2 separate regions of the Mus musculus genome follow, and region 2 is linked to region 1. A link is a contact called in public Hi-C data. All regions are on one chromosome and are shown on one strand. Each heading gives the region's core, a stretch centred on a gene start, on an enhancer-like site or on the middle of the called end of the contact. The rest is flanking DNA. Distances are from core to core; before and after follow the strand shown.

Region 1 (5,930 bases), core at 591-3,090:
TACACCGGCAAACGCTTTCTCAGGAAGGCACAGGGGACTCCACCAAACATCATGATGGCTCTTGCCATTGTTTCCAGTAGGCAACAGTTACCCTCTCCAAAGCAATCCTCTTGGATCGTTGTGTATTTAATGTATGCCAGGGCAGAGTAATAACTCAGTGTACTTGTGGGGCCTCTATGGCAAGAGGGGACACTTCCATCCGAATCTCGTTGGTGCCATGCCCTGGGACAAGGCCCTGCCATGTCTGTGCTGTATGGGTGGCACCCACTCTGCCATGTGCATGCAGAATGCAGAATTCGTAAGCATGTGCCTTCTGTTTGTAGCCACTTTTAAAGGGCATTCACTGAACACGCACAGTCCCTGACGACTAAAAACTGCTCATTTCAGCTTTGAGATTTTTGGGTCAATCAAGTGAGAGAGTGTGGGTGTGTCCAGGGCTGCCACTGTGTGCAACCGCATGCAGAGTCCCTCTGCTCTCCCCGATGTAGGAGAACCTAGAAGACAGACCTGCCTGCAGCTCATTTTAGGCACCAGCCACCAGCAGTGGGCATGGTCTCCTGCAGTGTCTCAGGCAGGCGTGGTTTAAGGAAAGAAGCATGCAGAATAGCTAAGACTTAGGATGTCATGGTTCCAGAAAGGTGAGTCAAAATAAACAATGTGAACTGCTGTTGTCTTGGTAGGCAGAGTGCAGCCCATACCATTATATGGTAAACAGAATGTATCCCATACCGCTGTGTGGCTGATTGCATATGCCATGGGAGCCTGTAAGACTTGGTGCCCAGAACCTCATTCCCTGCAGTCAGTGGTGGCATGCACTGGGCTGTAGCATATCTAAGCCCCAAGTTCAGAGCATGGGTGTTACAACCCTTGTCTCCTGTAGGTTGTTAAGTGACTCTAATGAGGTGACCGTCCAAAGCCACTGAAGTTGAAAGGATAAAATTTTTTTTCCTCCTTCAAAGATGCCTATGCCTTCATCTCAGGACATGCAGAAAGGATCATTGATGATGTGACTAAGTCAGGTTGCAGAGGTAAGGAATTGACCTCCTATCATTCAGGTGAAAAGGGTCTATACCTAAGGGAACGCTGGCAATGTGTGAGCTAGAAAGCACACCCTGGGTGAGGCTTTCTGCCTCCCCCAACTCCCACCACCACCCCATCACCCCCACCAAAAAAAAAAAAAAAAAAAAAAAAAAAAAAAAAAAAAAAACCTCCCAGAAAGCACTCAGCCCTGCCACAAGACCTTGATCTTATTATGTAAGGACCATTTCTGACTTCCAGAGCCTCGAGGTCAGTTCGTATTGTGAAAGCCACTCTACTGGAGGTCATTGGTTACAGCAGCAAGAGAAAACTGATAAAAAAAGAAGCCCCCTGAGCTGAGAGCCAATGTCAGCCAACCTATCCCACCTTCTTATGACCTCTCAGTCCCTAGCACTCTCCAGCTTCCCTCTGCATTGCAGCTGACTACTTAAATTGCCCTACTTAAGTTCTGCCTGAAGACATGTACCGTTCCCTCTGTCTGGAACGTTCTTCCTCCACAGGTTGTTATGGCTGCCTCTTTCATTTTCATCTAGTTCTCAGAGCAAGTGCTAAGGCCTTAGGAGGACTCCTTCCCCGTCCCTCCAGCACTGCTCAGCCTGTCCCCAGTCTCCGGCTTGCTCATCCAAGTCTCCTGGACACTCCTCACTTCTGAAATGAAGAGCTATCTGAATCTGTAAACTGTCAGGCTGAGGAGCCAGGACCCTGCCTGCCTTATTCATCACCATCCTCTGGGACAGTGCTTGGCACTGCCAGCACCCAAACGCCACTGGAAAGAAAGAGGCATTTGTGCCCAGGCCGTGTTGGAAGCGTTCAGCCAGCGTGACTGAAAGGGAGGCTGATTATCTCCTCGCAGCCTGTGCTCAGCCCGTGGTTCCAGTTGCCTAGAAACTCACTGAGTGTGTTCATTTTTTTTTCATTTCAACCTTTTTGAAAGATAATGTGTTTTTTATCTACATGTGCAGAGTTGGGGCTTTTTAGTTTTAAGGGCTGGAGTTGAATGGTGGGTTGCTGTCTTGAACTCCAAGCCACCCACAGGAACAAATCTCTATACTCAAAGCTCAGTAGCTGGACGGAAAACCCAAAAGGGGAACAGTGTGGAGGGGAAGGGGGAGCGTTCGCATTCAGGAAGGTTTAAAAGGAAGGGCAAGAAGAGAAATGGGCACATTTGTTAGCATCTCTGACCCATGAAGGAGGCAGAAAGCACTAATTACTACAGAAGGTGGTGTTAGCATCCAGGGCTGTGACCATCTCTGTGTGTGACGCCCCTGGGGGAGACTTCTATAGCTTGGGACCAACTGTGCTGATCTTCTAGATTTGAAGACATTAGACAGAATGGTCTCCAAGACCTACTGTATCCACCTCAAAATTCCCACCTGCTCCTGTTTCTCTCTATTTATCAGAAAGCAATCAATTCAGTGCACAGCGTATACTGTACAAGTGTTTGCTACATGGAGGTGAGCGAGTGAATGGATGGATCAATCAACTGACTGAGGGATATTGATGGATGGACCAATGGATGGATGGGCAGATGGATAAATGAATGGGCTGATGGAAAGATCAATAGATGGGTTGGCCTATAGTTGGATGGACAATGGATAATAGGTGGATGGATGGATCAACGGGCAGATTCATAAAGGAAATCAGATGAATCAATGGAGGGATGGATGATGGTTCAACGGAAGGAGAGCTGTATCAATCGGTGGATTTATGGAGAGATAAGTGGAGGATGATAGATCAGTGGATGAATGAACAGATGGATAGATGGGTGGGGGTGGGTCAATGGACAGATGGAAGGATATGGGGGTGGATGGATCTACAGATAAAATGATGACTGCATCTTTGGAGGAAGGAAGGAATCAATGGAGATGCAGATGGTCCATTGTAGGGATAAGTATATCATTCAACTGATGGATAGATAGAGGGGTGGGTGAATGGATGAATACGTGAATAGATGTATTAGAGGATGGATAAATAGGAGTGAGTGAATGGATGGATAGATGGATGGATGGACAGGTGGATGGATGAATGGACAGATAGGTGGATGGATGAATGAATGGAAAAAATGAATGAGTAAATTGTCACAGCCACTGCCCTTGGTAAAATCACTTCTTTGGACCATTGCACCAGCTCCACACTGGCTTCCCCACCTGAGGTCTCTTCTCAGTCCTCTCAGTGACACCCCCAAGGCTGTATATTTACCTAACATGAAGCCAAGACTTAAACACGACCAACAGGCAACCACAGTATCTAACCCAATTCAGGATCACAGACCCCTGCAGCAGTTCTCTTGAGTAAGCATGATTAAAGCCCCAGATAACACACCTTCTTGGAGGGTTCTGGGAGGGTTGAACACGAGGGCCTGTGGGTGGCAGATGCCACTGGCTGCTTACCCTGTCACAGACAAAGCTGGAAATACTTTCCCACATCCCTGTACTGAGAGATGGATATGCAGCCTGGTCCTGGGAGCAACAGGAGGGGACCTCCATTCCTCTGTGCCTATGTGTGAATGGTGAGAACTAGGTTGAGGGACAAGATATGGGGCCATGAAAGAGGCGCCCATGGAATCCCTCCTTTGCAGCCTATGGCCAATTTAAAGTGGGGCATATATATAGTCTCTAAGTCAAGGTGACTGGGGCTGGAACATCCCTAATCTATTCTCAACAGCTGGTGACACCAGGCTCTCTACTTCTGCTCCACCATCCCAAAATACCTACAGTTCCTCCCGAGGGACAGTAGTCTCATCCTTCACACCACTGTGCCAGGGACAGAAAGTCAGAACATCCATAACTGGTACCCAGAAGTTAATAGGGGGCAGTTCCTTCTCTCTCAGCAGACTTCCCCTGGGAGTTTATTAGCCAGAACACCATAAGATAGTCACTATAATAATCACCAGCAAATAGATGACACCCATTGATGGATTGGGTTAATCCATATATCATCCTGGGCTGGGGGTGGGGGAAGGGTCAGAACTGCTTAGCTAGTGGGCATATGGATTTAACCAGGCAAAGACTATGCTGGGGCCCTGTTAGCAAAAACGTTGGGAGGCAGGCAGTGGGAAGACTGACCTACAATGTCTCAGTGTTCTAGATGGAAACACTAGAACATGGCAGACATTACTGCCACTCCTACTCCACCTATGGCAGACATAGCTAAATGATCTCAGAACTCTCTCAGTGAGCCTCTGAACACGTCACTAAACAGTGATCCAAACAGCACAAACCAAAGAGAGTTATCAGGCGGGTTGGAATTGGGAAGAGACCTGTTAATCTTCTTGGTGACAAGAGCAATCCTGCTATATAAATTGATTCCCACCCATCCAATGGCTGTGCCTGGCTCCCTATGCATTGCATACTCCAGGAAGGTCGGGGAGACTCATGAGACTCGGGAAGCAAGCAAATGCCACATGTCTGGGAAAGCTGGAAGTAAAAGATTCAGGAGGAGCCCTCCCCAAGATTTAGAAGCAGTCAACACTCGCAAGAGGAACAGACTCTGGCCTGCTGAGCTGCCTGGGGGAGACTCTCAGAACTATCCAGCTGGCTGCAAGTCCTGCAGAGAGCTCCAGGGTTGCAACTTCCTCCAGTTGTCACCAGATTTTTTTTCAGTGACATGGCTGATTTTGAATTATTCCTGTTCTGATAAGTAACCTCTCACCCACACCCCGGTTATTAACCCCAATAAATTTATTGGTTCCTCTGATGGTTTGAATGAGAATGGTTCCCCTAGGCTCATATGTTTGAATGCTTGGTCCCCAGTGGGTGGAACTGTTTGGGAAGGACTAGTGGGTCGGGGGTATGATGTTGGAGAATGTATGTCATCGGGGAGTGGGCTTTGAGGTTTCAAAAACTCATGGTAGGGCCCCTGTCTCCTCTTCTCTTCCCTCCTCCTCCCCCTCCTCCCCCTCCTCCTCTTCCTCCTTCTTCCTCCTCTTCCTCCTCCCCCTCCTCTCCCTCCTCTTCTTCCTCCTCCTCCTCCTCCTTCTTCCTCTCTATCTCTCCCTCTCCCTCCCTCCCTCCCTTCCTCCCTCCCTCCGTCCCCCCCTCTCTGCCTGCAGATCAGAATGTAATGCTTTTGGCTACATCTCCAACACCACAAATGCCTGTCTGCTGTCATGCTTTCCACCAGAATGATAACGGGCTAATTCTCTGAAACTATGAGGAAGTCCACAACTAAATGTTTTCTTTTATAAGAGTTCCCTCAGTGTCTTCACAGCAAAGAACAGTAAGTAAGGCAGAAGTTTGTATCAGGAGTTGGGTATTGCTGTGTTGGGCCTGACCATGCTGTTTGTTGGAGAAATGTGTAAGACTTTGGGAGTTTGGACTAGAAACATGGTTGAATGTTTTAGTCAGGGCCTAATGGGCCATCCTAGTAGGGACATGGAAGACAGTAGTGCTGAAGACAATGTGGATGACGCAGATCCAATCCAAGAGGTTTCAGGGGAGAAGGATATTAGTAAGCGGCATAGAAACTGTTCCCCACATTAGACTTTGGTGCAATTGTGGCTTTTATCTATTGTGGGTCCCCCACCTTGAATAAGGAACCATGTGTGTTAAGTCTCCCCAGAAAAAGCCCACACACAACACTCCATTTGTCTTTGATAACAGTCTCTTCATTCATCACTATAATAAAGTAATTGGAAATAGGGTGGGCTGAAAGGAGAGAGACTCATTTCAACTCATGGCTTGAAGGGATACAATCCATCAAGGCAGAGAAGGTCGGCAAGCGTGGCCAGACTGTGTGCTGGCAAAAGAGCAAACCTTAATACTCACATCTCAGCACAGAGGGACAGGAAGCAGGGCAGCAATAGAAACCTCAAGACTCTCATTTCCCAGCAACCTACTTCCTCCAGCTAGGTGCCACCTTCCAGAAGAGCAATTAGTGCTCTTAACCCCTGA
Region 2 (6,064 bases), core at 1,315-3,814, 200 kb before region 1:
TTTTTTCTCTACTTTGTTGAGATCTCACTTCTTTACGATGTCAATATCCAATATGGTCCCTGTAAAAGTGGTTATTGAACACTTGGGATGGGTCTGACCCAAATTGGGTCTCTATACGTATGTATTTCACACTGGGTTACTGAGATCTAAAATAAAAATGAAAAAAAGGAAGTTATATTTATATGATTACATGCTGAAATGAAACATTTAGCTATAGGTTTAAGTAGTATATATTAATAAAATCAATTTTACCTGTTTCTGTTTCTGTTTTTCTACTTATGTTTGTGACTCGCATTAGACAACACTGTTCCCCAAGAATGTGAACTTGTGAAGCAGAAATTGCATAGAAAACTCTTGTATCTCACATTTAAATTTCCAAGAAGGCAATTCAGATTGGCTTACAATCTGTTACGATTAGCTACTTAACTGCAGGCCTGATGACCCCACATGGTAGAAGGTGAGAACAGACTCTTGCAAGTTGTCCTCTGAGAGACACACACACACCACCACCACCACCACTACCACCACCACCACCATCACCACCACCACCACCACCAGCAACAGCAGCAGCAGCAGATACAATAAGAATATTTTTAAAATAAAAAATAAAATTTAAGCCATGGGGCCTCAGTTCTTGAAGACCCAACCAGACATTCTGATATCATTGTTTATCTGCCCCCCACCCCATCCCCATCTTAGCCACTAGCCAGTCATCTGAAAAATGATTATTCTAAGGTTAAGCAGGCTAGCTGGAGCTGCTTGGTTGCTTCTAGAAATGTGTGCTATTGTGTCTATGTTTTTAATGAATAAGTGGCAGCAACATATTTGTGTTGATACTTAAGCTTCCTTTTGATGAAGAAATTTCAAACTTCTTGAGGTAGATAGATATAACCACTTGTTTAATCTCAGGACAAAATGAGAAGCACATACTGACTGTTTCTGTCCTAGCTACTAGACAGAGCTGAAGAAAATACGCTGTATCTGCACCTCAGATACATTGCAACTAGGGTTAGAGCTGAGAGAAAGGTTATCACCCAGAGTTTGCAAGGCCCTGGAGTGACACCCAGTACAGCAACAAAAACATTCATCAAAAGGTAAGATGTTTCCTGCTCATTTTTATCCCTCTCTGAAACCCACAGAAGCTTAGAATCCTATTAATGAACCAAAGGTACAGAGTACAAAGAGATACAAATTGGGCTATAAGAATTTAATGAAATTTGAAGAAAGTCTATTTTCCCAGGTGGTCAGGATGAAGACCACTTGCTTCTTTTACAGAGGACCCAAATTCAGTTCTCAGCACCCACATAAGGAGGCACACAACCGCCTTTAACTCTTGCTTAAGGAGATCTGTCGCCCCCTTCTGGCCTCCATGAGAATCTACACATATACTTATACACATACACATACATACACATATACATAATTAAAAATAAAAATATAGCTTAAAATAAATATATACTTATATCCACAATAAAATCTACCACCCCACAGTGTAGTGGTCACTAATTTTAATATATCATTGAAGATGGCCAGAAAAGTTCCTACTGCCTTGTGTCTACTAAGGAGCAAGCATGTTTCCTTGTGTTCACCGGGGCAGAGCCTGGACCATATGCAAATGCATTGCCATTGTAACCAATCACACCTCGGTAGCAGAAGTGGAAACATGAAGGCCTTTTACTTTTATGATGTAAATACTCTCACCTCTTCGCTTTGAAGCCACTCATCTCTGTTGATTCTAATTCCCTTTTCCCCCCAGAGTGTTTCTAGTCTATTGTTAGATGTGAGCTTCACTGTTGCAGAGTGCCCAAGTTTGATGTGGTTATTAAAATGGTGCCGATATAAATTACCATAGCGACAAACACAAATTCATAGCCCAATTTATCCTGTGGGGGCTGAAGTCTTCTACAGCTCTTGGAAAAGTACAGAGCAGATGAAGCAAAGACTCAGAGGCTCAGATACCCATCATCGTTAACTGATAATAAAGCCCCGGCAGCCTCCAGTAATGGACAACACAAGCCATTTCTTCTGATGGCCTGAGTGTGAGCCCATCTTCACCTGTGTGGCATGTGTTTATGTCCATCATACACGGGCTACATTCTGATGACCTTGGAGAAGGAAATATCCCCACCACAGCAAAGGACTCTCTCTGTCTCTTTTACTTGTAATTATTTCAGGCTTGACTGATAGCCATGGGGTCTCTGTCCCTTAGTAATTAACATGAATCTAAACAGTAAAAAGGACAGACACCAAAAGAAGGACAGATCCCTTGCACCAGACAGCAAATACAGTGCTAAATATAGCTGAGGAAAATATATGGTTGGGGGGTGGGGGCTCTTCTCAGTCCCGTCCCTGTTTGACAGGCACATAGATCTCTTGTTGCTCCCTCATCCAAGTGCAGAAGTTAAAAATAAGAGGTAACACCTGTGTTCTTAAGCAGCATTCTCTGGTGACAACGGCTTTCAAGGGACCGGTGTATTTTTGGATAGGCACACTGAGACATCCCTTAAGCAAAAAAAAAAAAAAAAAAAAAATCCTCGGGAGGATTTAGGGTTGCTTCCAGCAGGAGAGCATTTGTGAGTTTATCCTTCCCTGTGTGTGATTGTGGACAATGTTAGAAGACAGATCCATCCCTGCATGTCCTTTTCCCAAGACTTTGTTCCATGGCTGAGGACTCTATGCCCTTAATATCAAACGCTAACGGGTCCCAAATAGTGAAAATCCCACCAATTCTCTAGGTGTGAATTTGAAGGGGGAAAAACTCATCTTTCTCCTATCAATGTTGGGAACTAAACACTATTTTTATTTATGTTTGTATGTGTGTGTGTGGGGGGGGGGTGCATGTGCAGGCACATGTGTGCGTATAGGTGTGCCTGTACATGTGTGTGTATAAGCATGTGGAGTCCCTAGGTTCGTGCCAAGTGCCTCTCTTGATCATTCTCCACCTTATACATTGAGGGATGGTCTCTCACTGAACATGGAGCACACGATTCTGACTTCTCTGGCAGCCAGGACTACAGGTGGACCACAACACCCACACGGCTTTTAAGCGGGTTCTAGGTTACCCATTCAGCACCCTCCCAGCCCTGGGAGAAAAAAAATTAGAAGTGTTGCCTGAAGGAGCCATACTTGCATTAGCTCAAAATAGTTTTTACTTCCTTATGTTGTTGGCACACTTTCAAACACTAGAGATTCATAATATAAACAATCCAACAAACGCTTTTGGAGAGATGGCTCAGCACTTAAGAGCACTAGCTGCCCTTTTGGAGGACCCAGGTTCAATTCCCAGGGCCCACATAGAGAGGCAGGGGAGAGAAAGGGGGAAAGAAAAGACAAAACTGAAAAATAAATATAGAATCCAAGCTGAAGGGCGAAGGGAAACGGACTCTGGCAGATGTCATGTAGAAAAAACACCTTAGATGCCAACCCAAACTGCAGTTAGAAATCAGCGAAGTTACAGGAGCCAAAAACCAAACACACAAAGGATGTTTGTTTCTGTGCATTAACTTGATCTATTGCAAAAAGAAATGAAGGAGACACTCCCATTTACAGTACCTTCAAAGAGGGGTAAATTTAACCAAACAGGGAAGAATTCATTGTGCCAAAAACAAAAACACTGGTGCAATTTTTTTTTCCTCATTTGAAAAACAGGGAGAAACATTTCATTCATTTGGAGGACTCCAATAAAGAGTTTATCAAGCACACACACATAGCGACTCTAAAAGGCTCTCGAAAGATACTGAACAAGTTATAATGTCAGCTGTTTCTCTCTCTCTCTTTTCTTTCTTTCTTCCTTCATTTCTTCCTTCCTTCCTTCCTTCCTTCCTTCCTTTCTTTCTTTCTTTCTTTCTTTCTTTCTCTCTCTCTCTCTCTCTCTCTTTCTTTCTTTCTTTCTTTCTTTCTTTCTTTCTTTCTTTCTTTCTTTCTTTCTTTCTTTCTTTTTTTCCAAGCCAGGTTTCTCCACCCAACCCTCACTCTGGCTCTGAAAGGTAGGGAGAGATCTAGAATTATAGCAACAATGAAACAAGAGCCTCAGAGAAGCAACTCTGAAATAAGAGTCCGAGAGATAAGAGAGGGCCTTCATTCTGCATCTGCTGAGACTGGTGATTCCCCCCTCCCTCACCAGTCATCTTGTAGGTTTTACATAAACCACAATGGCCACTATAAAGTGACATTTCAAGATCCAACCTTGGTCCAGGTAGGAAAAAGAAGGTTTCAGCTTTCTCCATTATACATCGACTCAAAATGAAGCACCTCAAGAAGCAAAGATAACATCAGCCACAATATAATTCTCCCTTTCTTGTGCAGAAGTATTGGAAATACCAATGGAGCAGGGGGGAGTAAGTTTGAGAATCTCATGCAGGGGAATGCTCCTTTTGATGGAGTATTTCCCTGCAGCTTGGAGGCAGGTGAAAATGTTTCCCTGGGAAAGAAAAATCAGTCTTTTTGATTTAAAGATGCATGGCTGGAGGGGCTGGGGATGTTTCTCTGTAGCTAGAATTCCTGCCTAGAACTGATGAAGCCCTAGGTTTGATCCCAGGCACCACATGCTCCTGGCATGGTGATGGAATCCCCATACTAAGAAGTGGAGGCAAGAGGATCAGGCTGGGCGTGGCGGTGAATACCTTTAATCTCATCAGAGGTAGGCAGATCTCTGTGAGTTTGAGGCCAGCTCCGCCTGCGAAGGTAGTTCAAGGACAGCTAGGGCTCTGTAGAGAGAGCCTGCATCAAAATAATAACAAGAACAAAAGGATCAGGATTGTTAAGGTCATCCTCAGCTGTATAATGAGTTTGAGGCCAGCCTGCGCTACATTAGTCTCTGTCTCCAAGAAAGAGAAGACAGAGTGGGGAAGAGGGGGGGGGGGAGGAGGAGGAGGAGGAGGAGGAAGAGGAGGAAGAGGAGGAAGAGGAGGGGGAGGAGGAAGGAGATGAGGACAGAGAGAAGGAGGGAGAGTAGGAGGGAGAACCTTGGGGCTTCTGAGATAGTAATAGGTTTTCATTAGACAGAGATGGGTAGAAAACAGGCTTGAAAGTCCAAAGACTATGGGCTGGAGGATTTTAGCATAAATACTTCCTTTTCAATGTCACAAGGCAGGATTTCTCTCCTTGCTCTTATTCAGGGCCAATCTGTCACCTGAGGTCTTATGTCATAATCCAATAGGGTGGCTCACCTTGATTTCAGCATGAAAAATGGCTTTTTCCACGCTGCCTCCCTAGAGAGGGAAATGGGTTTGAACTTGTGACATGCAACAGAGTAGTCATCTTGCTGAGTGATGGGGGATGGCAAAGGTTAGCGTGGGCGGTCAGAGCCTGTGCTTGCATTGACTCTGCAGGGACTTTATGGCTCCCCTCCAAACCTAGAGCATGCATATTCCTACCATGTGGGAAGCAATGTTGTATTTAAAAGCAGTTGGGTGGAAGTGAGTGTAGAGAGATTGCAAATGCAGAAAGAGGAGGCCCCGCCTGGAAAATCATTATCCACCTCTTCCCCTTTGGAGGGAGGAAAACATATCTTCAGTCTAGCAAGTGTTTGCAGCTCTACATGGAAACCGGGTGACGCTGTAAATAGGTTCTGGTTCGTTAAGGCTGACGCACAGTGATTGCAATTGATTAACAGAAGGCAGACATTTACAACAGTGTGGTCAATACAAGAAACGGGAAAAATTCTGAGCTTCCCATGGCAACATTTGGGATGTTTTATTGTACCAGAGGGCCTGGAGGTTCCTCCTTGGAGGCCTCGCTCTCCAGTTTTCCTGTCAAATTTTGGAACCGGCCACTAGGCATTGCTCCAATAACCTCTCTGTTGCTTAAGAGAGCCACACATGCCTCCTGCCACTTGGGCTGAAGAAGCTTAATTCAGACAGCACAGACATTCATCATCTGGTCAAGGGAAATAGATGCCCCGTTCTCAGAGCTCATTAGATATTTCAAGGTCCAAAAGAAAAAAAAAAATAAGATTCAGGAAAATGAATTATCAACATGCTGTAAAACTGGCCCTAAACCTTCGAAGAGCAAACGCAAACCGATCAAAGAAGCCAATTTTCTCCTGATAGCCTATTTGTCCGCC

The links. A called contact is a pair of places that touch in the nucleus more often than the background predicts.
Region 2: a contact with region 1 is called in a Hi-C map of cortical neurons, with 2.3 times the contacts expected there. The contact joins two enhancer-like sites. A contact is called at or near these places in 2 of 484 Hi-C or Micro-C datasets (cortical neurons and nephron progenitors) and 1 of 115 datasets of contacts at active chromatin or transcription factors (neural progenitor cells).

Annotation. Positions count from the first base shown.
Region 1 is chr5:125,701,446-125,707,375 of GRCm38.p6, reverse strand. All of the region lies in intron 4 of Tmem132b (transmembrane protein 132B), which reads right to left. Among named protein-coding and RNA genes, the nearest start is that of Gm32811, 59 kb to the left of the region's middle. Within about 2 kb of position 1,840, at least 41 of the 459 cell types and tissues checked have an H3K27ac peak or open chromatin away from gene starts, as enhancers often do. A contact at or near this core is called in cortical neurons, where this site is marked.
Region 2 is chr5:125,903,916-125,909,979 of GRCm38.p6, reverse strand. No RefSeq gene overlaps it. Among named protein-coding and RNA genes, the nearest start is that of Gm32986, 20 kb to the left of the region's middle. Within about 2 kb of position 2,564, at least 6 of the 459 cell types and tissues checked have an H3K27ac peak or open chromatin away from gene starts, as enhancers often do. A contact at or near this core is called in cortical neurons, where this site is marked.